7 separate regions of the Mus musculus genome follow, and all the other regions are linked to region 1. Evidence: chromatin contacts called from public promoter capture Hi-C data. All regions are on one chromosome and are shown on one strand. Each heading gives the region's core, a stretch centred on a gene start, on an enhancer-like site or on the middle of the called end of the contact. The rest is flanking DNA. Distances are from core to core; before and after follow the strand shown.

Region 1 (3,806 bases), core at 585-3,084:
CTGGTCTACAGAATGAGTTCCAGGACAGCCAAGGCTACACAGAGAAATCCTGACTTGGAAAACCAAACACAAATTTTTTTGTAGTGTTGTGGATTGAAACTAGATCTTTGGTTGGTGGTTTAGTCCCTGGGAGCTCTAGGGAACTCTGGTTGTTTTACCCTATTCCAACATATTTACTTTTTTTGTTTTATATTTTAGTTTATTATCCACTAGAAGCCTATTTGTTTCCTACTGAGAGACAGAAAGGGGATGTATATGGATGGAGGGATGTGGGGAGGAACTTGGTGTAGATGGAGGGATACCCTATTTGAGAAAAAATGTTTTCAATAAAAGAAAAAAGATCTGATTTAGATGAGGATTGTTTTGGCTTGGTTTGGTTTTTCTGAGACTGTGTGTGTGTGTGTGTGTGTGTGTGTGTGTGTGTAACAGTCCTGGCTGTCCTGAAACTCACTTTGTAGATCAGGCTGACCTTGAACTCACAGATATCTGCCTGCCTCTGCCTTCTGAGTGCCCGGTAAAAAGACACCACCACACCTGGTTTGAGAAATCATTTTTTATATGTAACTTTTCAACATATGATTATTTAATAATATAATTACTAATAGATTACTTATAAAATATATACATTACTGAGATTTCACATTGATAATGGGTTAGAGAAAATATCAACATTTCGATGATTTAAATGTCAGTTAATGGATAAATTGTGTACTATTTCATTCTGTTTTTCCTTGTATGTGAAAAGCATAGTCATTTTTCCCTTAGAGAAGGTCTCATATAGCCTATGTACCAACTCCCTATGTGCCATGAGGATCTTGAGCTCCTGTCTCTGCTTCTAGAATGCTAGGCTTCTGTGATGTCGGGGTTGGAACCATGATTTCATGTATGGTGGACAAGCACTCGACCTTGACTTGTATCCCAGCTCACTTTTCCATATGCAACAGATTTGTATATCGATAAACCTTTACTCAGATGTCCGTGGGGGAAATATTCTGCACACATAAAAATAGATTCCTTTTTATAAGAAAAAAAATCATTGAAATTCAAACTGGAACTCAGTATTTATTATGAGCCTTATTTTCATAATTATTCTAAAATCATACTTGTGAGAAACTTTGCTAACTGTAATCTTTCTGGCGCCTGATGAAAGGTTATTACTTGAAAATGGCTCCACAAAGAGGCAGACATTATGTAAATTGTTGTGGATCACGAAAGTGAATGTCTTCTCTTAGAAACTAAACATAATCTATATGTTTATGGGGAGCTAAGAATCTTTCTTCCAGGGACTTTTATTTTTACCACCTATGTACTCAATTCCTCATATAAATCAAAGGAATACAAACACCTCTGACCCTATATTTTGCCATTATTATTATTGTTTTGTTTGTTTTTCGACACAGGGTTTCTCTGTGTAGCCCTGGCTATCCTGGAACTCACTCTGTAGACCAGACTGGCTTCAAACTCAGAAATTTGCCTGCCTCTGCCTCCCAAGTGCTGGGATTAAAGGCGTGAGCCACCACCGCCTGCTTTTTTTTTTTTAAATGGTGCAATACTGCTACGTCATAGTACTCATATGTTCTCTACTTTAAACTTTAAGAATAAATTATTATTTTGTGACCACTGTTAGAAGAAACGCAGGTGGGAAGACCAGAGCAGCAGCTAGTACAAAGAAAAACTGCGATCTTGCAAAGCAGTCTGTGGGAAGAGCAGATTCCAGACTTCCTGGCTCAGTCTTCCTTGGGCCTAATTCCTGTGATCCAGACTAGGATCTTAGCCTTAGCGGTTGGGCTCGCAGCCGCAGGCCACGCCCACAGGAAAGACCCCGACCTACAGCTCCTGGCCTGGTGCTACCGCCACAGGCCCCTCCCCGCAGCTCCTGGCCCCGCCCTAAAGACTTAGGTCCCGCCCCTGACCCGGGTCTGGTTTTACCACTCCAGACCCTGCCTCACTGCCTCAGGCCCCGCCCCGTCGCCCCACTGTCAAGGCCTCGCCCCTCCGTCTTGGCCCCGCCCCGGCCGCCCGCCATATTGGTTCTTCTGCCCCAGTCGCTCCCTCTTGGAAGCGCTCTCGACGTTCCGGAGTCTCTGGCCTTCTTCCTGCCCTGGTTGCACCCAGGCGTGTTGGCGAGCCGCCCCCAGGACGTCCAGTGTGTGTCTGCAAGGTGAGCGGGGGTCATCCTTCCATTTGAGGTCCGGCCAGAGCTGGTTAAGAGCGCGCGTAGCCTGAGCTGAGCTGCTGGAGCGGAGGGCCGCCGGGGCGGCGGGCGAGCCAAATTGGCGCGGGTCAGTAGATTGCTGGGCAACAGGGGTAGTTAGCTTGTCCCCAAGTCTCCTGAAAATTCCTACGTCAGTAGGAAGAAAGACGGGTTTTCACATTCAAGCACGGGAAGAAGATCACACACCCAACCACTCGGGACATACACGCGCGCGCGCACACACAAACACATACACGCAGACCGACCGATCGGCCTTACTAGAGAGGAAGAGATATCCCTTCCAAAAACATCATCTCAGGAAAGAGATATACCCCAAATACTTGGGAATAGGATGGTGGAACGATGCTCACGGGACCAATGACATTACCTGGGTACACACTTACACATTAGTCTTTCCCCTAACCACACGGGGACACCCACATACTCGAGACCAAACCTTGCGCCACAGTGACTGACTAATGCTGGGGAAAGCAAGCTTGTGTTATTTGAGTTTGGCGACCTCTGACATACTACCCTTTGACCCACTCAGGTGAGAGAGCTTGGAAGATAAAGCCAGGGCAAAGACCTTGTAGGCGGTTGGGAACATCGTCAGATATCAGATCTTGGCCGAGGTTTCAAAATCGCGTTCCTTTCTTCCTTCCATCTTAGTGAAAAGACCAGAGGAGACTTTTAAGTACTGACCAAATGGTTGGTGAACGTATTATGGTTCTGTTTTGTTTTGTAAATGATGACACATCCCGTGATCATACTTCTTTTGAGGAATAACTTCTGCAAGTTTCCAAATTGGCACGTGACCAGTCTTTTCACAGCGTCCTCATAAAATCAACAGACTGAATTTGGTTTTTGTTTTGTTTTGCTGGTACAAGTTTTGTCTTTTTCCTTGCTAGCACCACTGCAATGGAAAATCCCTACACTGCCTGAAATCTCAACTAGAATTGAAGGAAACCCAGGGCTTTCAACTAAGGACTATTTACCTTTTTCTTTTCGTTCTTTTTCTTCCATTGCTGGAGCCCAAACCTAGGGTCTTGTGCTTGGCTAAGAAAGAGCTGTACCCCTGTGCAAAATTCCCAACTCCTGTCTCAGCTAAGGGACTTAAGTACCCTGCTTTTACTTTGTCTTTTATTTTTATTTATTTTTATTTTTTTAAAACCTTAATAGGTTTTTTTAAAAAAGATTTATTTATCATTGTACATAAATTCACTGTAGCTGACTTCAGACACACCAGAAGAGGGCATCAGATCTCATTATGGGTGGTTGTGAGCCACCATGTGGTTGCTGGGATTTGAACTCAGGACTTTTGGAAGAGCAGTCAGTGCTTTTACCCGCTGAGCCATCTCACCAGCCCTACTTTGTCTTTTATAATCTTAGGTCAAAGTTATCACTACTTGTGTAGCACTCCAAGTAACTTAATACATTCGAGTGTCGTGTTTTCATGTCGTGCATGGCAGTGTCTTCTTGCTTTTGGGGTTCTTCGTGTGCTTTGTAGTGTTTTGCTGTACTGAAACATTTATGGCATGGAGGCTTACTTATTTAGAACATTGGGGGAATTTAAGGATATTTGTGTTTTATTTTCTGGAAGGTTAAAGTAGAC
Region 2 (3,806 bases), core at 517-3,016, 2.8 Mb before region 1:
GAGATAACCGGAAATGGTTATGAGGATCTCTATGAGAGAAGGCAGAGTGTAAGAGAAGCAATAATTGTGGGATAGAATGGATAATTGTGACACAATAAAGAATTTTGAGGAAGGATATAGAATTTAGAAAGGGCCAAAGGGCCGGGGAAAAGAATTAAATATTTTAAAAGTGGAGACAACATGAACATGTTGAACGAGAGAAGAATTGTAGAACACATAGGAAAATTTAAAAAAAATGTATAACACAAATTTTAAAATGTTTTAACACAAATAGATAATATATATTATGCAATTACGTTGTTACCTGTGAAATCATAGACGCAGAAACATCAAAACAGAATTAACAGACTAGATTTATGTATTCCCAACCTATGGCTCACGATCTGTAAATCAGATATTTACATTATTATTCATAACAGTAACAAAATTATAGTTATGTAGTGGTAACAATAATTTTATACTTGCGAGGATCATCAGAACATGAAGATCTGTATTAAAGGGTTGGAGCTTTGAGAGGTTAGAACCACTGCCTTAGAAGAAGTTGTACCACTTGGACCGACAATGCTCCCCACAAGAACCAAAGACTAGCAAAAAACCAGACTATCACTGAAGAGGGGGCATAACACTTTAAGATCCAGAGTACCAGGAAGTCTGCTGTGGACCAACGCTCCTAGAAATGTCTTCATAAAGAAGACCTAAACAATGGTCACATTAATATGAAAGGGGGCCATTTTCATGGGGTCCCACAGAACTCAAAGCAGGAACCTGAAGCCACCAAGGAATCAAAAGCCATGGAGGCCATGGAGGTACACCACATACTGGCTTGCTTGGTCCCATGGCTCACTTTGCTTTCTTAATATAAGCTAGCCCATCGGTGGTACCGGATACAGATATGGAGAAAATGTCCCCATAGGCTTGCCCACTGGGCCGTCTGATGAAGACAGTGACTCCATTCAAGTTAACAAAAACCTAACCAATACAATAACCATCTCCTATCTGCTGGTTTACCCTACACAAGTAATATAAAAACGTACTTTGTGTAATATGAAATATACTACTTAGATGAAGGCTGTGAATTCCATGGAGTACACTCACAACGGTTGCCAGAGTCCTTGAAAGGACTAGGCGGTGGAAGTTTAAGTGCGTCTACTTAATTATAGCACTTTATTCCACAAATAAGCACAAATATCGCTTGTTCATTAAAAAATACAAGTTGAGCGGGCGGTGGTGGCGCACGCCTTTAATCCCAGCCTTCAGGAGGCAGAGGCAGAGGCAGGCGGATTTCTGAGTTCGAGGCCAGCCTGGTCTACACAGTGAGTTCCAGGACAGCCAGGGCTACACAGAGAAACCCTGTCTCGAAAAACCAAAAAAGAAAAAATACAAGTTGACCTTTCAAGAACCTAAGGAGATGACTTAGAAAAACACAGCGACGTGCCTTACCCCTCGGAAGCGACACCCCGCGGTTCCCTAACTTCTCACCCTGAGCGGCTTACCGGCCGGCCGGCGGAGTTAAAAAACACCGCCTGGCCCGTAGGGGCGGAGACGGAGAGAAGGCTCGGGCGCCTATAGGCCGCGGAGCGAGAAGGGGTGGACCGACCCGCCCTTAAACACACCGCCCCGCACGTAGGGGCGGAGACGGAGAGAAGGCTCGGGCGGCTCGAGGCCTCGGAGCGGAAGGGGGTGGGAGCGATCCGCCCGACCTGACGACCGTTCCTCTCCTCAGCGCGAGCTTGCCTCGTGCTCCCGGAAGTCCCGCCTTCGGAACAGGAAGTAACGGCGCCCGAGAACGCCGGCTGTGACCGGACGTTAGCGGTGACCCCGCGTGAGGAAAAACCGCGGGTGCAGCCGAGCGACTTCGGCTGGGCGGTTCGACGCGCTCGCGGCCGCGCCGCGCGGGACAAGTCGGAGCGGAGACTTGGGGGCAGGGCGGCGCCCGGGTTCGGCTGGAGCCGGCGGCTGCCGAGTGAGTTCGGCTGGGCAGGTTGACGCGCTCGGGGCCGCGCGGCGCGGGACAGTCGGCGAGGTGACTTGGGGACAGGACGGCGTCCGGGTCCGGCTGGAGCCGGTGCACTGTGCAGACCGCGGTGCCGGTGGGACGCGCATAGACGGGAAGGCAACACTGGTGGCTTCCTGCCCTTCGCCGCTCCTTGCCTCCCGTTTTGGTGACTTTTTTTTTTTTAACCTTCCTATTTTCCCTGAGGCGCCTGCCCTACTGGGAACACGGGTTCGAGGCTAGTTCAGTGTATTTTCCCTTGGACCCCACCATCAAGACTACACCCGTCTTCACGACGTGGTTGCATCTTACAAGTTTCCAGACTCTGGCACGGGTCCCCAAATGGTGGCATAGGCTTCAAGGTATTTTCCCAATGGAGGCACTGTTTTCAAAGTGTCCCCTCACCACCCCCCACCCCCACCCCCGAACCAGTGCCCTACCTCTTACTCTCCCAAGGGATGGTGAAAAAAAGCCAGGGCCAGCCAGGATCAGAATAACAAGGGGATATCAACTGTTTAGCCTCCACGTTTTAATCTGATTTCTTGCTTTGGCAGCTGGGTATTTTAGATTGGGAGTGACCCCTGTGATTCCAGCCATGGGTGCCTCAGCATCTTCTCCTGCTACTGCAGTAAACGCCTCGAATGCTTCAGATGGTCAGCCAGCTTCACCACCTTCAGGATGCCCGATGCATAAAGGGCAAAGGAAAGGTAACTTGCCTGTCTCGAAAATTAAAAGAAAGCTAGTGATTCTAGAGCGGTGGTTCTCAAACCTTCCTAATGCTGGACCCTTTGACCCAGTTCTGCACGTTGTGGTGACTCAACCACAACATTATTTTCCTTTCAACGTCATTACTGTAAGTTTGCTTCTGTTCTGACTCGTCATGGAAATATTGTTGGAGATAGTGCGTTGCCAGAGGGGTCAACCCACAGGCTGAGAGCCACAGTTCTAGAGTTGTAGCTTGGTAGTGAGGCTTGCAAAGCGGGACTAAGGCACTCTGGGGCTGGTCCAATTTGGCTGCTCACTAGATATTATCATAAACAATTTTTTTTATATCTCACAGTCTGTCATCTATGCAATTTTTCCTTAAATCAGCCTTGTCTTTCCAAAGTTTACCAGTGCCTACATCAGTGGCTTTCAGCTATGCATGTAAAGAGCCATCATTGAATACATATTTTGGTTCTCACAACTGAGAGGAAATGGTTCTGCTGACATAGACTGGGGTGGTATTAGATAGTGCTAAATAGACATCATACAGCCTCAGACATGGAGTCTTTGGTCCATAAATAGTAAGGGTGCCAGAGCTGAATAAACCTCGGTGTAGCTGTTTGAAATACACTACTCCCATATCTGTTAAGGTCTTCATCTAGGTCAAAATCAGCCTTCACCAAGTGAATTTATAGAGCATTATGTCAGTGCTAGGCTGGAAACAAAACAGTTCTTTAATGAGTGCATGTCTGCTGTAGACAGTTGAGACCGGGACAGTGTTGTATGCTTACTGAATGTGCATGTTGTTGGGTCCTCATGCTTCCAGTGTCACCATTCCTCTTTCTCTCCTCGAGCCAACTTTCTCCAAGAGGTCAGCACTTATCCTGTGACAAGCATTGCTGGGTTTTGTTTCTTCACTGAGAGAGAAGTAGATATAGTAGACAAAAATTCTTTGCCCAGGAGAGTTTACATTATCATGTCTATAAACCAGTGTGACTGTTTTATAGCCAAGGAAAGAAACTAAAGCTCAGAGTAATTTATGTACTTCAAGTCATGTAGCTAGTAAGTGGCAAAGTTGGTGAAAATTCTGTGACCTTGGACAAGGACA
Region 3 (3,806 bases), core at 649-3,148, 2.6 Mb after region 1:
CCAGGCTGAATTTCTTGCAGAAAAACTGCTTGTCATTTAAAGCATTCCCTTCAATTTATGCTAGCATATTTTAAGCAAAATCACAATATTAATCAAAAAGATCTCACAAACAACACATTTTAAAGACAAAAGCCCGATTTTTATGTTTGCATTTCATAAAATCCAACACAAACAAGCACTCAAGAACTGAGTTAATGTATGTAAAAGAGAATACACGCTTAAAAAGCTTTATTCAAAGTTACTCATATCGAGACACAAGATATTTAATTTAAAACAACAAATTTTTGGGACAGTGCACAGAATACTTCTTTTAAAACAAAAACCACATTTGAATGTTATGCTGGATTTGAGTATGTTTTATACCGAAGCTAATTTGCATTGATTTACTTAGTATTTGCATGTCTGTTGGTCAGTCTATATTTTCTAAGGCATGTATTTTATAATTCAACTGGTAAAAGCGAGCTGTATTGTAAAGCTAATTTGAAGGTAAAATTTGGATAGGTGTTTTGTTTTAACCTTTTTAAGTTCCTTTAACAGTGACAGTGCAAGTAAGATCCACCCAAGGGCGATTCTTAATATTCACCACACAACCTTAAATTTGAACACCCGGAGGAGGAATTTACGTAACTAATATAAAATCAAATTGGCTCTAGACAGGAAATCCACCTCGCAATATCCCAAAAAGGCATCAAGAAAACATCCGGATATTTATGGCGTAGCCATTTAACTTTAATAAAGTTAAAATTGGCTATTACCCCACACAACACTATATAATTCATTGAGAGCAAAGTGCCACCCTTGTAAGTCCTGAAGACAGCGGCATCGAAAAGAACGGCATCGAAAGAACTGGACATTGAACGCAAACCGTTATCAGAACTTGGGGAAGGGACCGATCGGTTTTCTTAAATCTTGACCAGGAGAGATGGTTTGCTAATGACTGGGGTGTGCTCTAGGCTATCTGTAGCGGGGTCCAGTATCCGCCCTACCACTTTGGAGGACGAAGAAACCAAGCATTTTCCTCAAAACAAATGATGTGCTAACATGGGACGAAACCCGCGGCACAAGTATTCCTTTTCCCTCGCTTTGATTTTTGCCGCAAATCCCGGGACAACAATTTCTCCAGATTGGTATTAAAACAAAAACAAAACAAAACAAAACAAAAAACCCAACAATGAGCTCAGCCTTGGAGTGGGCTCTGGTCCAGCATCCCTGGGGTCCCGCAGTCTCGGACGCCTCCCCTCCTCCCGGGACTACACTCCATCAGTACCCAAAGCTGGGCGAGGTGACCGGCAAGGAGTGGAGCAGAGACAATGGCATCCGCTGGCCCGCCAGGGGCGCCAAGTCCTCGGTCGCCGTCACCCCAGCCCCTCCCCAAAACGCCCCGTCAAACTTGAGGCGATCAGCGAACCACAGGTGCCGCGGGGTCCCCGCGGAACCTAGGACCGGTTCCCCTGCATCACCGGCGCGCTGCCGAGTGGAGAGCGGAGCGCTACCGCCGGCAGAAGTGAGTTTCGGGGCGCGGCGCCCCGGGAGGACTCGGGGTGGGGTCGTCGGGGCGCTCACGGGGCGGCGGGGGGCGCGTCCCAGCCATCACTCCCTCTTTCCATCCCTGCCAGCTCAGCGGACTCCTTCAGCACTTACGGCGGCGGCGGGCCGCGGACGCGGCGGAGCTGGGCTGGCCGCGGAGACTGAGGCGCCGGCAGCTGCTGAGGGGAAGCCCCCGTCGCCGTGCTGTGGAAGGGAAGCCGTGGTGCCGCGGGGAGGGGACCCGTCTGGTGGAGGGCAGGCTTAGGCTGCGAGGGTAGGGCGAGCCGACAGATCCCGCCCTGGAGGCTGGACGGAGGAGGAGCCCGGGCTGCGGCGAGCGGAGAGGCGGACCGGAGACCGCGCGCCAAGCTGCCGAGGGGGCGCCAACCGCCTCTAGAGTGAGCGCTGTTGCCGGCAAGAACGAGAAGCCGATTGGTCAAATAACCGCAGGGTAGGCGTGGCGAGGGCCGGAAGTCTGGCCACGTGACCCGGAAGCGGCCTAGGCTGTGGCCAGCGCGCTTGCGTACTTCGGGCTGTGCTGCCGGGACGCGGCGCGCGCGGCTGTCCTGGCTCCTTCCGTGGCAGGGTGATGGGGCTCCGCGGCGCCCTTAGCTGACCCCGTGGTGCAGGCTAAAGGATGGTCCGCACCGCAAAGGGGCTGATTCCGAGCGCCAGTGACTCCGTGGGTCTCCAGAGGGTTGGGCGGGGAGGTGTGACAGTCGGCGATGATGGTGGGAGCCAAGGACAGGAGTGCTGCAACTCAGGGGAAAACAAGTCAGCGCTGTCGCGGTGCTCGTGCCCGCGTTTGCAGGGAGGCCCCTCCTTTCCAGCCCCAGCTAACCTAGACATTTCTCGCCACAAGCTTTGCTAGAGCCTCTCTTCAGGGCTTGCTTCCCCCAGCAGTGCGGCGGACTGGAGGAGTTGTAGTCCGCTCTCTGCTGCAAAAAAAAAAAAAAAAAAAAAAAAAAAAAAAAAAAAATCCAGACAGCGCTTAGTCCTTTTAGATCCCGCTTCCTTCTCACGGTCTCGCCCGCACCTTCCCCATCCCGGGTTCCAGTTTAGCCTTGGCTGATGACTCGCTCGCCTTGGCATGTCCTTCCTCTAATGTCACATCTATAAAGCCTCACCCTAAAGCCCCGGAACAACGAATTCCTCTTTTACCCACATGCTTCTGTTTAGCGCACCTTGGATTTTATTCGTTTAACAACCTAGTTCTCTGCCTGGTTTTAACACTACTGATAAATGTGAGTTGTCTAATAAAATTATAAAATGATGATAGACTTGTTAAAAAGCTGAAATGTTGACTTAGTCTGGGCGTATGATGGATGTCTGTGTTTTATTTGAATGGTGGAATGGATGGATCATCGAGTTCAACTCATCTTTTATAGATAAGGGGAATGGAGATCCACAGGATTAGGTGACCTTGCTTGGACAGCCATGGATTTCCCCTGTCAAATGCTACTCATTACTACTGTCACCTCTGTCCCTACAACAAAAGCCAGAACAGAGTATTCATTGGGCATGCCTTTCTTTGCAGAGATTACTAAACAGGAATTGTAAATTAACTAATGTAAGAAAAAAAAGATGCTACACTTTTAGCGAAGCTGTGTTTACTTAATGTAAAGAACCCCCTTATTAGACATCAATGTTCATTTTTATGTCTTAGAGTGCCAATGTAATAGGATCTTATACGTTAGGAATTTGAGGTCATTTTGTATATGCTTTTGTTTAGCAAAAATAAAACTAGAATACTTTCCCCTTTTCAGCAATACTATGCTGCTTGGAAAGTTTCCTACAAACGTGTGTGAGTGAAATATACTGGAGTATTAAAGTGGTCAATAGAAAGCAGAATTGGCTTTTGGTAGGTCTTTAGGTCCCCGGCCCAAATTTCTCTGTTTATTGTTGAAACATGCCTCTAAAATGCCAATGTACTTTCTCACAAGAAACAGATGTCATTAGCCAGTTCAAAGATAGCAATGATATTACACAATGAAAAACGGCCTTCTAATTCTAAACACTGCCTTTCCTTTTTGTGTTCAAAACACCTACGTCCTCAGGGTGCCTAAGTCACCACCTCCCAAGTTTAAACTCATTGGATGTGTTACTAATGTTGGTTAGTAGCTCTGGAAATTATGGGAGACTTGCAAATTGGCAGTCTCATTTCTGTGTTCCTAGCCAAAAAGAGAGAGAGAGAAAGTGGGGAGGGCTGGGGGGTAGAGAAGGAATTATGGGAAAATAATTAGCAGCTGAAAGCAGCTATTACATAATCTTGGCTGCTT
Region 4 (3,806 bases), core at 807-3,306, 2.5 Mb after region 1:
GGGAGCAGGGTGAATGGGTAGCCAGCTCAACCTCCGCAGCAGCAGCCTGGGGGTCTGCGTTCCCCAGAGGCAGGGAGCAGAAGGAGACTCCTCAACAAACACAGGGAACCAAGATCCTAGAGGCAGGCTGCAAAAGCCAGGATTAAGAAGAGGGACTAAGCCAGTCCTGGTGGCGCTTACTTTTAACCCCAGCACTCAGGAGCTAGAGGCAGGAGGATCCCTGAGTTCAAGGTTAGCCTGGTCTATAAAGCAAGCTTCAGGACAGTCAGAGCTACAGAGACACTCTAATAAGACAAGACAAGACAAGACAAGACAAGACAAACAACAAAGTAACAACAACAACAATGACAACAACAAACTCAACAAAATCCAGGAACTAAGAGTTCATCAATTGTGACAAAACAAGAAACTTGTGGCCCCAGGTAAGGCTTCTGATAAGCACTGCGGGGGAAGTTGCCGCAGAAGGTGAAGGAGATGTCCACTGATGCCCTTGAGAGCAGAAAGAGCAAAGTGTTAGCATTCTGTCTAAACTCCACCTGCATAGTTACCTGCCAACAGTCAGGTATGCTCCTCCCCACAGTTACCTGGCAACAGCCAGGTAGGCCTGGTCCACTATAAAAGGGGCTGCTTGCCACCTCCTCACTCTCTTGCCTCTTACTCTTGCCTTCTTGTCTCTTGCCCACTTGTTGTTTTTATATTTATTTATTTAATGTGGGAATGCATGCCAAAGAGGACAATGTGTGGGAGTCTGTTCTCTCCTGCTATATAGGTCCTTGGGGATCGAGTTTAGATCCTCAGCATCTTTACCTGCTTAATCATCTGCCAGCCCTATTTTTATTTTCCTCTCTAGTTCCACATCACACCTCACCTAGATGATTGTGATACAGTATTACCTTTTTCTTGTCTTTCTTATTTATTTTATTTTTGTTTGTTTTTCGAGACAGGGTTTCTCTGTATATCCCTGGCTGTCCTGGAACTCACTCTGTAGACAAGGCTAGTCTCGAACTCAGAAATCCACCTGCCTCTGCCTCCCAAGTGCTGGAATTAAAGGCCTGAGCCACCAATTCTTTTTTAATGGAAGTGTCAGGTAGCTCAAGTTGGCCTTGAACTCTCTAAATAGCCAAGGTTGACCTTGAACCCCTGATCCTCTTGCCTTAGTTTCTTAAGTTCTAAGAGTATTGGATTAGGTGTGAACTACCTTGTCCTGCTAATTTAATCCTTTACATTGCAACGTAAAATTTCCCCATTAAAAAAAAACACTCCTGGAGACTGCTATAGTTGTCCAGCTCAACCTCCGCAGCAGCAGCCTGGGGGTCTGCGTTCCCCAGAGGCAGGGAGTAGAAGGAGACTCCTCAACAAACACAGGGAACCAAGATCCTAGAGGCAGGCTGCAAAAGCCAGCCGAGGATTAAGAAGAGGGACATTTTCTCGTTGCATATGTAAATGTTTTTAAAGATTTATTTTATGTATGTCCATTGCGTGTTTGCAGCACAGGATCCCCTGAAACTGGAGTTACAGATGGTTGTGAACTGTCTGGTGGGTGCTGGGAACCAAACTTGTATCTTATGAAATAGTAGTAAAGCTCTCATTACAGTTACAGCTGAGCTCTCTTCTCCAGCCCTCCTCCCCTTTGCACAAAGGCATGGGGTAGCAGCAGCCAATCTCTAGATACCCTTGCCTTGCACTTTTGTTCCAGTAACAAAATTCCCTGCTTCCCAGCACATTCCAGTCAGTTTCACCTCCAGACGCTTTCGGCTTGTTTTTTTTTTCCTCTTTCTCCAAGCACAACTCCAGAGCCAGCCGAACAGATCCCGTTCCCCTGCACTTAACTCCGGTCCCTCTCTGCTTCTCAGGATTAAGAACAAGGGTCACAAACCTGATTCCTTTGGAACCAGAGCCAGCAGGTTTTGCAAAGAGGAAGCGGATTCTTAAACTTCGTCTGGGGCGCTCATGGGTGGAGCCGCGGAGAGAGGCGGGACCTAGAGGCGTCGCCTTGGAATTTAGATGGGAGGGGGCGGAGCTAGGCCTTAACGCCTTGAATTCTGGGCAAGGGGCGGTGCTAAGGCCCCCGCGAGGCCCCGAGGAGCTGGGGCACGAGTTTCCGGGGGTGGAAGATCTCCGGGGGGCGGCTTCGGTGAGGAGACATTTTCTCAGCCCGCGATGCCTGGCTGACTGGCCGAGGGAGGAAAACTCAGGTCTGCCGCGGTGGCTGCGGCGGCCTCTTTGAGGGTCTGTTTTCTCAGGCCGCGGCGCCTGGCTGACCAGCTGCGGGAAGAAAGCCGTCTCCTTCCGTCTTGGGCAGGTACCGGTTGGTGGCCGCGCGGAGTGGGCGACCGAGGACCTGGGTGGCTGCTTCCGCTGAGACCTTGCCGTGGGAGAACACAGCGACAGCAGTATGGAAACGGCGGGGGCTACGGCGGACGCTACGGCGGGGCCGCAGAAACTGAGGTATAGGAAATGACGAGGCGAGGCGACTGGGGCGGGGACGACTATCTCCGGGGCTGTCCCGGGCCGCCCGAGGAGATGGGGGGCGGGGCGCAGGGGGGGAGCGGAAGGAGGGGCGGGGGACGGACGGGGCGACCGGCGCGGGCTAGCCTGCCTTCTTCCTTTGCCTCCGAGCGCTGTCCTAGGCTGGCCCCTGGCCTGAGGGTGCAGAGCCGGGTGTGCGGATGCTCACTCTGTGTGTGCGCGTGCGCGCGCGCGCGCGCGTTTTTTCAATCTTCCAGCCGTAAGAAGTACTTGGCCCTCCGGAAGAAGGAGAGACGTAAGAGGCGACGGCAGGCGCTCGCTCGGCTCAGAGAGGCAGGTAGTTGTTGCTCTGGATGTGGAATTGCTCCCTCTCTTCCTGCTCCGCCCTCCCACGCGGCCTCAGACAGGCTAGGCTGCCCTTACATCCGCCACGTAAATGAGGACGACTCTTAAACTTCTGATCCTCCTGCCTCTGCCTTCGAAGTGTCGGGGTGACAGAGTTTCGGCGACCATGGCACTTTGCAAGTTGATCGGTTCGTGCGTGCTAGGCAAACCACTCTGCCAAGTGAGCTACACCCCCAGCCCATGCAGCTGCTTCCCTCGATTTCCTGCCCAGCTCATCTCTGCAGCTAGCCACCACACCACTTAAAAATGGCCCGCACGTGACAGAACCCGATATTCTAAGTGGTAGAGCTATACATTTAGTAGATTCATAAAATTAGATGTTTATAAGATGACCAAGCACTTACAAATGCAGGCAAGAGGGTTGAGCTCCCACAGCAGTGCTAGGTTAAGGTGATGGCCAGCCTTACCACCGGAGACTGTGGAACAGTACTTGAGAACTAGTTCAGGAGAGGCAGGCTCCAACATCAAGGATGAAAACAAAAAGGAACAGTAAGCTGTTGTGTTACTGATGACAAAACCCTCCTGCTTTAAGTCTGAAGCTAATCTGCTACAATTTCCTAAGCTCATGTCAGTTATCCCCTCCCACTTGTCTCAACTGGCATTCTTTTTTTCCCCCTTCAAATTTAAACTTTGAATAGAAGGTATAAACTTTTCTTCCATTAAAACTATTTTGCCAGATTTTTATTTATTTATTTTTGAAAAGTCTTCCAGTGTACACAGAGTTGAAAAAAAATAGAACACTTAAATATTCATGAGTACTTCTATAACTTTGTAAAATCATTAAATATTTGCAGGCTCTCTTTCCCTCTCTTCCCCCTCTCCTTTTCTTGTTTGATTCTGAACTCGTTGTACAGCCATGCCATGAGTATCATGATGGAAGCATTGATTAAAAAGAAGTGCGGTTAGAGGAATGCTTAAGAACGCCCGCTTAG
Region 5 (3,806 bases), core at 887-3,386, 2.2 Mb after region 1:
CAACAAAAGAAATCACAATGGAGGAAATATCTACAGATTATAAACTAAGGATATTAACATTAGACTTGCTCCAAATCTTTATAGTGGCAATTTACTGAATACTGACTATGATCATGGCCTAGATTAGGTGATTTTTAGAAACACAGCTATGGTGTGCATGTATTAGTATTTACGAGGTACCTAGAACCCTATTATTAGCAGTTACCTCTTAGAATCCTGCAGTCATCTTGTCCAAAAGTTCACAATAGCAACTCTTTGGAAGAACTCAGCAGGGATATCTAAAGAACATTTTCTACGCTTCCCTTCAGTGGCAGGCATACTTGACCTCCTCACACCGTGCACACACCCTTCAATGGCTACCCCACGACATGCGGTGGAAGATGGAAGTGGGAGCTCTTTTGGTGATACTGGAAGCAAATGGAAAACACTAGGGGTATGTGACTCTCACCAGAATATGATGATGCTGGCATGGAAGGAAATCTGCAAGGGCCACTGAATTCAAATACTCATCTATCTCTAAAGTCCGTGGCCATTTTTAAAAATTCATCTCTTAATAATATTAAGCATGTTTACAATGCGGGTTTTTTTAATCATAGCAACCCTTTGTTCCCCTTCCAACTCCTTTCAGACCCCTGCTCCACATCTCACTCCCAATGTAATCTTGTATTTTCCATAGCCTACTGAGACTAAGTGATGCCCATTCTTATACGAATGGGTGTTGGGTCATCTACTGAAGCATGGGCATCCTAATAGGGGTCAGTTCCTTAAAGAGAACTGACACTTCCTACCCCAGCAGCCTCCAACTGCCCAAGTTCCTCAGTTAGGGGTGGTACTTCGTGGAACCTTCTCCCATCTGTGTTGGTATTCTTACTGGCTGACTTAATTTTATGTAGATCTTGTGCAGGTAATTTTTTAGGCAAGAAATCTTTGAACTTCTTAATAAAGTCCTCTAAAGCACAGACAAACCATTTATGAAGTACCCCAGGCAATGGAACCGATGATTCAGGAACAACACATATACTACATTTATTATTCAAAAGTGTTCCATTATTGATTGAAGTCTAAGTCCTAACCAAGGAAATATCACACAACAAATACAATCACCCCCCCCCACACACACACACACACACACTTCTAACTTCAGGTGTTTGCAGACAAGTAATTCCAAGCCCCAGATCTGATCACCATATGAACTCTAACCAATCCTTCAAAGATTCCTTAAACTAAGAGAAGCACTTTAATAACAGGCAGATTCTGGAACTGGACACCTCAGATTTACATCTCAGTTTTGCCACATTCCAGGCTGCTTTCATTTGGGATGCTGTGTGTCTCAGCTTTTCCATCTATACAATGGGATTAAGAAGCGTCTGCCTCAAAGGATGTAAATAGGGCTGTAAGAAAGTGAGCTGCTGTTCTTTATAGGGACTCAACATAGAAGCACCCTTCAGTTTGTGAAGGCAGATCCTAAAACGGATCCTCTCTAGCAGGCAAACAACATGCATCTATTGGGCCATGAAATGTGGGAGACAGAAATGAACTTCTGAGTCCAGCCCCGTAATCATCCACACATAAGCGACTAGTAAGTAGTTTTGCCTCCACCTAATTTTTCTGGCTTCTTCCAGACTCCCACATTTAGGCCCTATACACAGGAACAAGGATAAAGCAGTTAACTAATTGCAGTGTGTTGCCAAGAGAAAAACCAAGCTATCATCTCAAATCGTGGTGGCTATTTAAGCATTTCCCTCCCTCAGCTCCCCTCCGAGCCCCAGTAGTGAGCTGGGAAAGACAGCATCATGAAAACTGGTCGGAGCATTCCTCCCACCCCCAACACACACACACACACATACACACACCACTCTCACGAGGGCTGAGTTCCCCAGGCCACTCACTGGGCAGTAGCGCAGGCCCAGGAGGGAGGCCACAGTCGGAGGTGCCTAGACTCCACAGCGGCAGGGACACAGCAAAGGGAGGACAGGTTTGCGGAGCGCCAGCCGTCAGTCAGCGTGACTCAGCGCTTTGTTGCGGGCCTCCAGAAGGCGGGAGTCTCTAGGTCTCAGGGGCCTTGGACCGGGGGACACACCCTTTATTTACCCTGGGTTTGGATTCTCTGACTCCGCCCCATGGCTCTCTGGATCTGCCTTTTGAAAGTCGGTCCAAAGAGTGATGCGCACCCCGGCCTCTTGGGGGCGCGCTGCCCGCCTCCCAGGAATGTATGGGACACTCAAGTGCTCTGCAGCCCCTTAGAATCTCTTGGAAAACCTGTCCTCACTCAAGTCATCTTGTCACCCAACGCTTCGTATGAGCAAGAATGTTTTCTAACCACTTGTCCCGTTTGGGGGAGTGACTCAGCCTCTCTATGCATTATCCCCAGTGAAATGAGCGTGGTAAAGCTGACAGGACCAAGACTGTAAGGCTGTAATGAGAATGAAATGAGCATGTCTCCGCATAGGTACTACACAGTTATCTCTCATAAATAAATACGCTTCTTGCTGTTTGCCAATGAGAATGGGGCAGAGGCAGAGCAGATGTAAGAACCAAAGAATCTCTGTTCCTGCTGAAAGAGAAGGCACACTCTAATAGGGAATCATAGAAGGGCTTGAGTTTTGTTGGGCTTCAAGAGCAGGCCTTAGAGAGTTAGCCTCAGGAGGTGAGGGTTTGTCCACAGCCAGGAAGCAATCTAGTTTTCCTAGGACTTTTAATCAGAAGACAGGCTACCATACGCAATGTTCTTTAGATACCCGGAAGTTCATTGTCTTTTCTTGGAAAAAGAGTGAAAGTGATGCCTCTTTAAAAAAAACAAAACAAAAACAAAACTACGAGCCTGGGAAACTGAAAAGGAATAAACAGTAAATGTCTTTTTACTTTCCAGCTCTGTGGGTCTTCCGTGGAGACTGCTCCCATTTGCTTTTGTAGCCAGAAACAGCCAGAGACAACGCCTGCTGAGTGTGGTGGCTGTGTTTTAATAAAAATTTGATTTTGGATAATGAAATTAGAATTCATAAGATTATGTTTTGAATTCGTACAATTCTCAGCTGTCATGAAAGTCTTCTTTTGACTTTATATTTCAGCTGGTTTTTGGGGGGCATGGTTCCCCATATCCCCGGCTGGTCTTACCTCCCTAGAGAGCCTAGGATAACCTTGAACTTCTGACTTTCCTTCCCACAGTTCCCAAGTGTTAGGGTTACAGTGAAGCATTCACCAGCGTGCCCAGTTTTACATGGTGCTGGAGACTGAACCCGGGGCTTTGTGTATTCTAGGCAAGCAATCTACCAACTGAGCTAGATCCCCAAGCTCTTCAACCTCAAGATGTGAAAAGGCATTCTTACCTTTCAGACTACAGATTTCTGCTGTAGAAGAATGGGGAAGTGGAAGAACAAAGACTTTTCCTTGGTGCTCAATTGGGCAGAACACACTAAAAATGGGAACAGTAGAGAGGAAAATATCATGGCCTTTGTACAAGGATGACATGCAAATTCATAAAGTTGCACTCTCCCCTCCCTGCCTCAATTCATGGCCACACTTGGGTGTATATAGTCTTTTCTTGAAATGGCTATCTGTCTTCCTTAATGCCGATACCCAAATCTATATTAAAACGCATTCACAATAAATTCTGTTTTTTAACTCTTTTCCCTGAGCTTTTCATATCAGTGGGGTTCAAACTGACTCTGCCTACCTTCAGCAATTCAAGACTAACAGATTATGCATGCAAACTTCAAACTGCTGTGGACTAATAAGGTATTGGTACTTCCCATCTGTAATTATTTCTGAAATAGTTTCCACATAAAACAGAAGTATGAACACCCTGG
Region 6 (3,806 bases), core at 968-3,467, 2.2 Mb before region 1:
ACCAGGTAAATGAGTAGGAAATGATCATGAAGCATTTCTCCAGCATTATTTGCAAGGTAATAAACAAAGCCATGCACACAGAATGCACTGAACGCTTTAATTACTCCTTATAAAGGAGCCACTTCTTTGCTTAATTATAACAAAAGCATCTCACAGAGACTAATTACTCGTCCAATACCACACACACACACACACACACACACACACACACACACCATCTCACAGAGACTAATTACTTGTCCAGTACCACACACATACACACACTCACACACACACACACACACACACACACACACACACACACACACACAGAGAGAGAGAGAGAGAGAGAGAGAGAGAGAGAGAGAGAGAGAGATATCAGACTTCTATGTATATAATAGCTGTATATAGGTATCACTCTTAGATTTTATAGAGGAAGGCAGAGAAGGAGAGCCACCCATGACACAAGGATGGACTTGAATAGGAAAAAAAGGAACCCACCTCTCCTCAAAGGTTAGAGCATGGAGTGGACTCTTCCGTTCATGAACCGGAAACACCACACTACTCCAGCTATGGCTACATGTGATAAGCTGTGATATGTGCTTCAGAGCTGCCTCTGCCATTTACAGGGAACACTACCATCTACTATCCACATTCCTGGAGAATCAGGGTTCCAGTTCTGGCTTATGGACTTCATTGTCTTAGATCCAAGTCATTATCTGGCCATTTTCCTCACACCTGCCCTCCTCTTTGCCCTATCTGGCCAGTGGAGCTATTCCTCACTCAGCTCTTAATTCTAGAAAACCTGGAGGACTCCCAAGATGCCTCCTTCCCTTCCCTCAGTTATATCCAGTTGGCCATTGAGTTTTATGGATTTGATTTCATAAATCTGTGATCATTCATCCATTAAATATTTATTGTGTGCTGTGAGTATACAATGACACACTGGATTAGACACCCCCAACCCCCAGGTTCAAGCAGTTTACCCTCTTAGTGGGGCCATCTTGCAAATGAACAACCCATTCTCCAGCAGAGCAAGAAAATGGTAATAAAAGGGTAAGTCGAGTTCTGGGAGGGAATACTGGACAGATACATGGTTGGTTCCTCTAGGCTCCTGCGGGACCTTTCTCTTGGAAGTGCCCAAGTGGAGGTGTGAGAGATTTGGACCTTGTACCAGGTGAAGGGAGGTGGGGGTGGGGAGACGCAAATTTCTGGAAGCAAGAACAGAGTGAGTGGCTGTGGGAAATCTGACAGTTCACTAAAAACCTCCCAGCCCATCTGCTCAACTTTCCAGCCAGGTCTTGATCTAGTAATCACACTGCCTAGTGGCTTTGCACTCAAGAAGAAACAGGCCAGCACTGCCCTCTCTGTCACTGAAGCTCTGCCCTTCAAGTCTCCTGTCTTCTGGTCGGTCATTCAGGGAGTATTTATGAACGCCCGATCTTTGCAGGCACTCTGTTAACAGCAGTCTCAATGGTGCTTCCACTCTTCAGGAGGTTTTGAGCCACTAAAGATAGACCATGGGGGAGCAATTCAGGAGTGCTGCAAGCTGACACGTAAGGTGTTAACGACCCTTTCAGGACCCATAAGCTTTGCTGTCCGCTGCTCACTGGGGCCTCCAGGCCCTACCTGCTGGTCCTCTCGGAAGGATGACCCAGTGTTCTATTAACTGCCCGGAATGTCTCCTCCCCTCGCTCAAGGCCACTGCCCTTCTCCGGCCAGCTCCAACACCGCGTCCTTCTCGCGTGGCCACACTCATCTGCGCGCAGCTCCGCCGAGGGGGCTGACGCGCGCGCGCGCGGCCAGGCAGCTCCTGGGGGCAGACGCCATCCAGCCTCCTCGGCGCCTGGTGACTACCCTAGAGCAATCCTCTCCCTAAGAGATCCCCACACTCCGGCCAGAGAGCGCACGCCCGGGGTGACAGCTCGGCACACACGTGGGCGCAGCCTGGAAACCGCGGGAATCCTAACCCATGGGGACCAGAGGGAACGGTCTGCTGGAAGACCTCGGTCGAGGGATCTTGCTCCCCGTCCGCACCCCTCTCTGAGCCCCAGAGGGGACGGGCGGGGACAAGCCCTGGCGGGGCCGCGCGCTTCCATCGCCACTGCCAAGGTCCTCGCAGTGGCGCGGGGTGGCCGGAGGAGGGGCCGAGGGCGGGGCGGTCGTAGCCTCCACCACTCCCGGGCCCCCCCGGTGGCGGAGCGCCGCCTCCCCGGCCGTCCTCCCCCACCGCGCGCACTCTGCCCGCCCCGGAGCCTCGCCCTCCGCCACGATGAGCAAATGAGCGCGAGCGAGGGCATGAAATTTCAATTCCACTCTGGGGAGAAAGTGCTGTGCTTCGAGCCTGACCCTACCAAGGCGCGAGTGCTGTACGATGCCAAGGTGCCGCCGCGGGGGGAACAGGGAGGAGATGCGGGACTGGGTTCGAGGGATGGGAGGCAAAGGGGCCAGCGGAGGACAAGTGGCCTGGAGTCCTGGACAGCCACCAGGGCGCGCCTTGGCCTGCGTGGAGCGGCCCGGGACTACAGGGGACGCTGGCGAGACGTGCTGGGCGCGCGACTTCCCTAACTAGAAAGGACCCGTGATGCTTCCGCTTCCGGCCGTGTCGCGTCGCTTACGCGCGGTTGCTAGGCCAGGGTGGCGGTTTGAGCGCTGGGCGCCAATCCCGGCGACCGGTGTAGGAGGACTGTCGCCTGAGGCCTCTGCTTTTGTAACGAATCTGTCCTTGTCCCACGCGGCTTCTCGCCACATGGGCTCAGTAGAGGACACCTTGACCAGTTTCCCCACCCACATCTTCAACCTGGTCCTCAATTATTCCCAGCTGTCAGTCCCGAACCCTGGTCAAATTTAGGATTGTAGTCCTGCTGGGGGGGAAGGGAGGGGCTCAAGGTTGCTCTGTTGCTTTCTAAAGGATTGGTGGGAGGCGAACAGAGCTAGGAAAGAATCGCATCTCGCCTGTATCCAGCTTGGTCAGCCCAGGCTGAGCTATATCTTGCGGTTGTCAGTTTTTAAGTGGAGGACTGGGCACCTAAGTGCTCCAGAGCCCAAAGAAGGTAAAAATTCAGCGCGCTGGGGGTCGGGGCGAGCATCGGTGTTTCCAGCCACCAAGGTGAAGTCCTTGGTGGCAGAGACAACTCGGAGCAGCACCAGGTGTGTTTTTAGCCATGTTTCAGCAGTGCTGTCCAGTGGAACACCCCAAGGTCTGTGCTGGATTATGTATCTTTGGTTCTTCCTGAAACCCTTAACTCTGTTTACCTCCTATTGCTATCCCTCCAGCTTGCTCTATCGCTAGGAGATGGAAGGATATACGTTTCATTTGTACCAGCTATCACCTTAGGGAATGCATGGCTATTAAGGGGAGGGGAAGGGTTGTGGAAGTCTCTGGCTAGCTAGGCAAGACACTGGACAAGGCAAGGCCCAGGTGACTACAACTCCCAGAGGTCTCAGGGCTGTTCTCTCTAGTCTGGGCCCTTCGCTAATGACAAATCTACCGACCAATGACTTCAGAAGTTTCACCCGGTCTCAAACTCAAGAGACCAATCCTGGGTTGGTTGGACGGATGTTTCCTATTTTGAGGCAACCACTCGGGCAGAAGAGGAAAAAAAATGTTGAAGAATGTTACGACCCAGCTCTCGATCTAAAGGGGGGAGGGATGAGTACTTTCTTATTTCTTTAAGAAGGGACTGTGATCTAGTTCTTTTTACCAAACTTATAGTAATTTTCGGTTTGCTGTGCCACGCGTGAGTAGTATTTCCTGGTTTCAGATCATCGATGTTATTATCGGGAAAGACGAAAAGGGCAGAAAGATTCCAGAATATCTGATACAT
Region 7 (3,806 bases), core at 887-3,386, 2.1 Mb after region 1:
GCCATTTTCCTCCTAGATGAGAAGCATTCTGTGTGATTGCTGTATAATAAATTGATTTTTACACTTAAAAAAGGTGTGTGGGGAGAAGAGAATATATAAATCAAAATTATGTATTTTATTATGCTTCACCACCCAGTAATGTGTGTCCCCAAACTTTAATTACAGGCAGCACTTCATATAAGAAACAATCTAATTTAGCTGGGGGCCCGGTAGCTGTAAACTCACTAGATGTAGCTTCCCTCTTTTTCAAGGGAAAATATAAGGACATGTAAGAGAAACATTGAAAGGCATGTTAGTAAACACATGTTGCACATTTGCCATCTGTTAGGGCATGTTTTCTGTCACATAAAAATCCAGTCGCTCTTTCTCACTGCCCCATTCAAGAAATTTAAGTAGAAACAGTAAACTTAAAACTTCACTATATCCAGGACACAGAGAGGATTCTGGTAGCTGTGTCTATAAAAGAGTAAAAATTCTGAAGAGGGATGACTTCACTGGGGCATAGGGTTGAAGGCTGGTAGTAAGTGAACTGTCGAACAGTATTATGTACTATGCTGGGTTAGAAAGTCTTCGATGTAGCAGCCTGACTCTTTCAAGCTTTGTGAGTCCAAAATGCACATGGCAGAAAGGACACTTCTCAGCTCTACCTGACTGCCACCAGCCTTGATATTGGACCTCCATGTCAGGCTGCAGGGGAAAGGAAATCCACTTTTGAGTATAGTTGACAGGGTGAAAACTGTAAATGGAGCAGTTAGTCTTGACCTATGAAACCTGGATGCAGAGTTACTACCTGTTTATGGACTCTATGCATATGATGGTTCCCATGTCAAAGAGTTCACATCGTCATGAACTAATTTTCCCCTCTGGGGGGCGATATGCTCCCCCGTATGGAAAATTCAAGCCATAAAACTCAAGCCCACATCTGATTTCTATCTGCTCATAGCCAGAGATTTCTAAATCAGTCATGATTTAGTAGCACTCCAGTCAAAACAATTGCATCCGGGTCCTTTTCAAAAATAAAAAGGCTTGAAAGATACAAAATATGAAACGAAAATGTTATTCTAGCAGTCAGTAATCCCATTGTTCATCCTTTTTGCATGGTTCTCAATGTCTTGGGCTGTCCTTGATGCCTGCTCATAGAACCAAAGATCTGCTGACTACTTTATCTTAGACACATTTCTCTAAAGCAGAAACAGGAAAACAAAAACAAACCCCAAGAAAACTTGTCTTTCCTGAATGGTAGCAATTGGTAATTGGTAATAAGCAAAACCAGACAGAAAACATCCACACACACACACACACACACACACACACACACACACAAAAACCACTGTGATTTTCAATTTACAGAAGAAATTACTCAACCTGGCTGCTCACAAAAACCTACAAACCAAGGGCCCACAAAATTGTGTGTGTCACAGAGGCAAATCACAGCTTCAACAGAAAACCACTGTGCCATCTGCAAGCACAACTGGGAGCAAACTGGTTCCGTGTCAAAGATTTCCAGAATGCTCATGTTCTGTCCCCATTCCAAACACACACACACACACACACACACACACACACACACACACACACTTTCAAACATTCATGGTAAGAAACTTATTAAGCCCCCAAAGTAAAGCATTAATACACACAGGCTAAGAATAGGCAGGGCTTTTAGACTGCTTCAAAACCAGCGAGGGCAAAGGACTTTTTCTGTGAAAGCCAATAAAGAGAAATATTCAAGCTCACCTACCTTCACTGGTCCATGTTCGCTCCTGAAGCCCTGCACCAAGTACACATGGAACATCATGAGGATATTCCCCATTCCCCATTCTCCATACATTTTGAATATTTTAAATGTCTACCGATGACTAAGCAGTTGTTTCCAGGCAGCTACTGAAAAGTGTTGCAAAAGGCATTCTCCAGAAGCAAAGTTTGAAGCCCCAAACTTTACATGGAAAAAAACAATCACATGATCAGTTGTAATTAAAATCCAATGAAATGACTTGAGTAAGTCAAGGGACTCCCTCACTGCCTCACACACAATCTTAGTATGGGAGAAAGCAATGAAAAATATTTCAAAGTTTCCCGCTGCAAAAATAATCAGGAGGTGGTCATATCTTCCACTTGAAACTAGAAATCACTCTACAGACATTTCTTATCCAGAAAGTTGAAGATAAAAAAAAAAACCCCACCCTACGCTCAAGGTTCTAGCTGCTTTATAAGGAGGTGGTATGACCACAAACACTTGCAGTTACAGCAGGCTAAAACCCAACTATGGATTCAAACTTTTTCACAACCTTCAAGAGAGCTTGCAGGAGCATATGTCTTAAATCTGACAGAGTTTGGCAGAAAACGCTGGGAAGTCTTGGCTGGAATCCTGCTGTGTTCCTAGCAAGAGCAGGGCAGTTTTAAAAGCTGACTCACATGGGCAGGACTGCTGTGTTTTTTTTTTTAAGCACGTTGCCTGTAACATGAAACCCAGAACACAGTTCTGATGGCCAGGATGGCAGATGGGCTTCAGTAGAGGGACTTTAGATGCTCAGATATCTGCTGTCAGCAGCACAGAAAGCAGCAGCAACAAAAAACATGCTTCAAGAAACCCCAAAGGGCAGAGAATAAAAAGGCATCTATCTACTCCCATATAAAAAAGCACATGTAAATAGCAATTAATTTTTATAGGTGCTTAATAATTTCTACCAAATGAAGAACATTGATTTTTTAAAAGCAACAAGTAAAATTATTTGCATGTATCAGGAAATATTTTACATATGTTACTGCCATTTTTTTATTGTTTGTAGTTTTCCTTTTTAAATTAAACATATTCTTTGACAATTTCAAACATGAATATAATGCATTCTGAAGATTCATTACAAAAAAACATCTTTTTAATGTGGAATTCTATTTTTTATTTTTCCATTTTCAAGACAGATGGGCTTGGAAATCGGAGATACCCAATGTCTCTGACTCCTAGAGTGCTGGGATTAAAGGACTCTGCATCACTAAGCCCAGCTTAATGTGGCTTCAGAAGCACCAGCTAAACTAGCCTTGGAAATTTAATATACCGAATGGCCAGTCCATCCAAGTGGCAGCGTCTCAGCTCTTCATTAGTTTCCAATCTTTGACTTCCAGGTTCTGGCCCCCTCAAAACCATTTTTTGCATTTCTGAAATCAAGAATGGCCTGAGAAATTTCCTCATTGGTATTCATCACAAATGGACCTAGGGCAGAAAGAGACATTCACAAAGTTCTGGGTGATGACATGTTCCTCTATCACTATAATTGTTATGTATTCCTATAGCTCCTCAGTTAAAACAAAATCTAGGCATAGCTGGGCATCAATAGCCCATTTTCACACTGTTCAGTCATACGGAACTAGTTAGCATTTGTGTTTTGTGGCTAGGACTATATACAATTATATGTTATCATTCAGACCAGACTTAGATAAACAGGATTGAGTCTCACTGTCTACTGAAGGTTCCTCACAAGCAATGACAATCCCTTTTTCCAGCACATTCTGTAGTTGTTATTTTGTAGATCCTGAACTTATGGCAGGAATTGAACCAACTTGATATTATAAAACCAGCTAGATTGTAGCAGAGTTTTGGTATCTGGCTAAGCAGTGGACGGGGCTCTGCCTTTCTGGGATGTGTCTCAATCTATTTTGAAAACTAACAGAATTTTCCTTACAACAAAGAGAAGTATTAATCACTTCCAAACAACTTGCACATTTGCATTTTTTGGTAGTTCTCCAGAAGATACCTTCATGTGCCCTATAGGAACCATAGAGTAGGTCAAGTTTTTAAGTTTGGCTAGTTTCTC

The links. Promoter capture Hi-C pulls out the DNA fragments that hold promoters and counts their contacts.
Region 2: a contact with region 1 is called in a promoter capture Hi-C map of liver, with 5 times the contacts expected there. The contact joins the promoter of Hccs here to the promoter of Rab9 in region 1. A contact is called at or near these places in 3 of 39 promoter capture datasets (erythroid cells, hippocampal neurons and liver).
Region 3: a promoter capture Hi-C map of pre-B cells shows a contact between it and region 1, with 2.9 times the contacts expected there. The contact joins the promoter of Ap1s2 here to the promoter of Rab9 in region 1. A contact is called at or near these places in 5 of 39 promoter capture datasets (cranial neural crest, hippocampal neurons, liver and 1 more) and 1 of 9 other capture datasets (adipose tissue).
Region 4: a promoter capture Hi-C map of liver shows a contact between it and region 1, with 4 times the contacts expected there. The contact joins the promoter of Zrsr2 here to the promoter of Rab9 in region 1. A contact is called at or near these places in 4 of 39 promoter capture datasets (the C10 cell line, hippocampal neurons and liver) and 1 of 9 other capture datasets (liver).
Region 5: a contact with region 1 is called in a promoter capture Hi-C map of erythroid cells, with 6 times the contacts expected there. The contact joins the promoter of Pir here to the promoter of Rab9 in region 1. A contact is called at or near these places in 1 of 39 promoter capture datasets (erythroid cells) and 1 of 115 datasets of contacts at active chromatin or transcription factors (stem cell-derived neural progenitor cells).
Region 6: a contact with region 1 is called in a promoter capture Hi-C map of erythroid cells, with 30 times the contacts expected there. The contact joins the promoter of Msl3 here to the promoter of Rab9 in region 1. A contact is called at or near these places in 2 of 39 promoter capture datasets (erythroid cells and pre-B cells) and 2 of 9 other capture datasets (adipose tissue and liver).
Region 7: a promoter capture Hi-C map of the 3T3-L1 cell line shows a contact between it and region 1, with 25 times the contacts expected there. The contact joins the promoter of Vegfd here to the promoter of Rab9 in region 1. A contact is called at or near these places in 3 of 39 promoter capture datasets (the 3T3-L1 cell line and pre-B cells) and 1 of 9 other capture datasets (adipose tissue).

What each region holds. Positions count from the first base shown.
Region 1 is chrX:166,477,895-166,481,700 of GRCm38.p6, reverse strand. Rab9 (RAB9, member RAS oncogene family) reads left to right here and starts at 1,834. Exons shown (of 3, transcript NM_019773.2): 1 at 1,834-2,161.
Region 2 is chrX:169,318,332-169,322,137 of GRCm38.p6, reverse strand. Hccs (holocytochrome c synthetase) reads left to right here and starts at 1,766. Exons shown (of 7, transcript NM_001331049.1): 1 at 1,766-2,162; 2 at 2,548-2,700. The coding sequence starts at 2,589. Gm15246 (predicted gene 15246) reads right to left here and starts at 1,743. Exons shown (of 6, transcript NM_001361166.1): 1 at 1,441-1,743.
Region 3 is chrX:163,907,109-163,910,914 of GRCm38.p6, reverse strand. Ap1s2 (adaptor-related protein complex 1, sigma 2 subunit) reads right to left here and starts at 1,898. Exons shown (of 6, transcript NM_001290379.1): 1 at 1,642-1,898. Gm52456 (predicted gene, 52456) reads left to right here and starts at 1,384. Exons shown (of 2, transcript NR_165469.1): 1 at 1,384-1,504; 2 at 1,617-2,805.
Region 4 is chrX:163,956,916-163,960,721 of GRCm38.p6, reverse strand. It overlaps Zrsr2 (zinc finger (CCCH type), RNA binding motif and serine/arginine rich 2), which reads left to right and starts at 2,056. Exons shown (of 11, transcript NM_009453.3): 1 at 2,056-2,448; 2 at 2,727-2,806. The coding sequence starts at 2,396. Gm38561 (a long non-coding RNA gene) reads right to left here and starts at 1,981. Exons shown (of 4, transcript XR_878297.3): 1 at 1,877-1,981.
Region 5 is chrX:164,267,761-164,271,566 of GRCm38.p6, reverse strand. It overlaps Pir (pirin), which reads right to left and starts at 2,136. Exons shown (of 10, transcript NM_027153.3): 1 at 1,890-2,136.
Region 6 is chrX:168,672,283-168,676,088 of GRCm38.p6, reverse strand. It overlaps Msl3 (MSL complex subunit 3), which reads left to right and starts at 2,217. Exons shown (of 13, transcript NM_001370791.1): 1 at 2,217-2,361; 2 at 3,744-3,806. The coding sequence starts at 2,260.
Region 7 is chrX:164,371,852-164,375,657 of GRCm38.p6, reverse strand. It overlaps Vegfd (vascular endothelial growth factor D), which reads right to left and starts at 2,136. Exons shown (of 7, transcript NM_010216.2): 1 at 1,739-2,136. The coding sequence starts at 1,828. Pir (pirin) reads right to left here. Exons shown (of 10, transcript NM_027153.3): 10 at 2,645-3,205. The coding sequence ends at 3,093.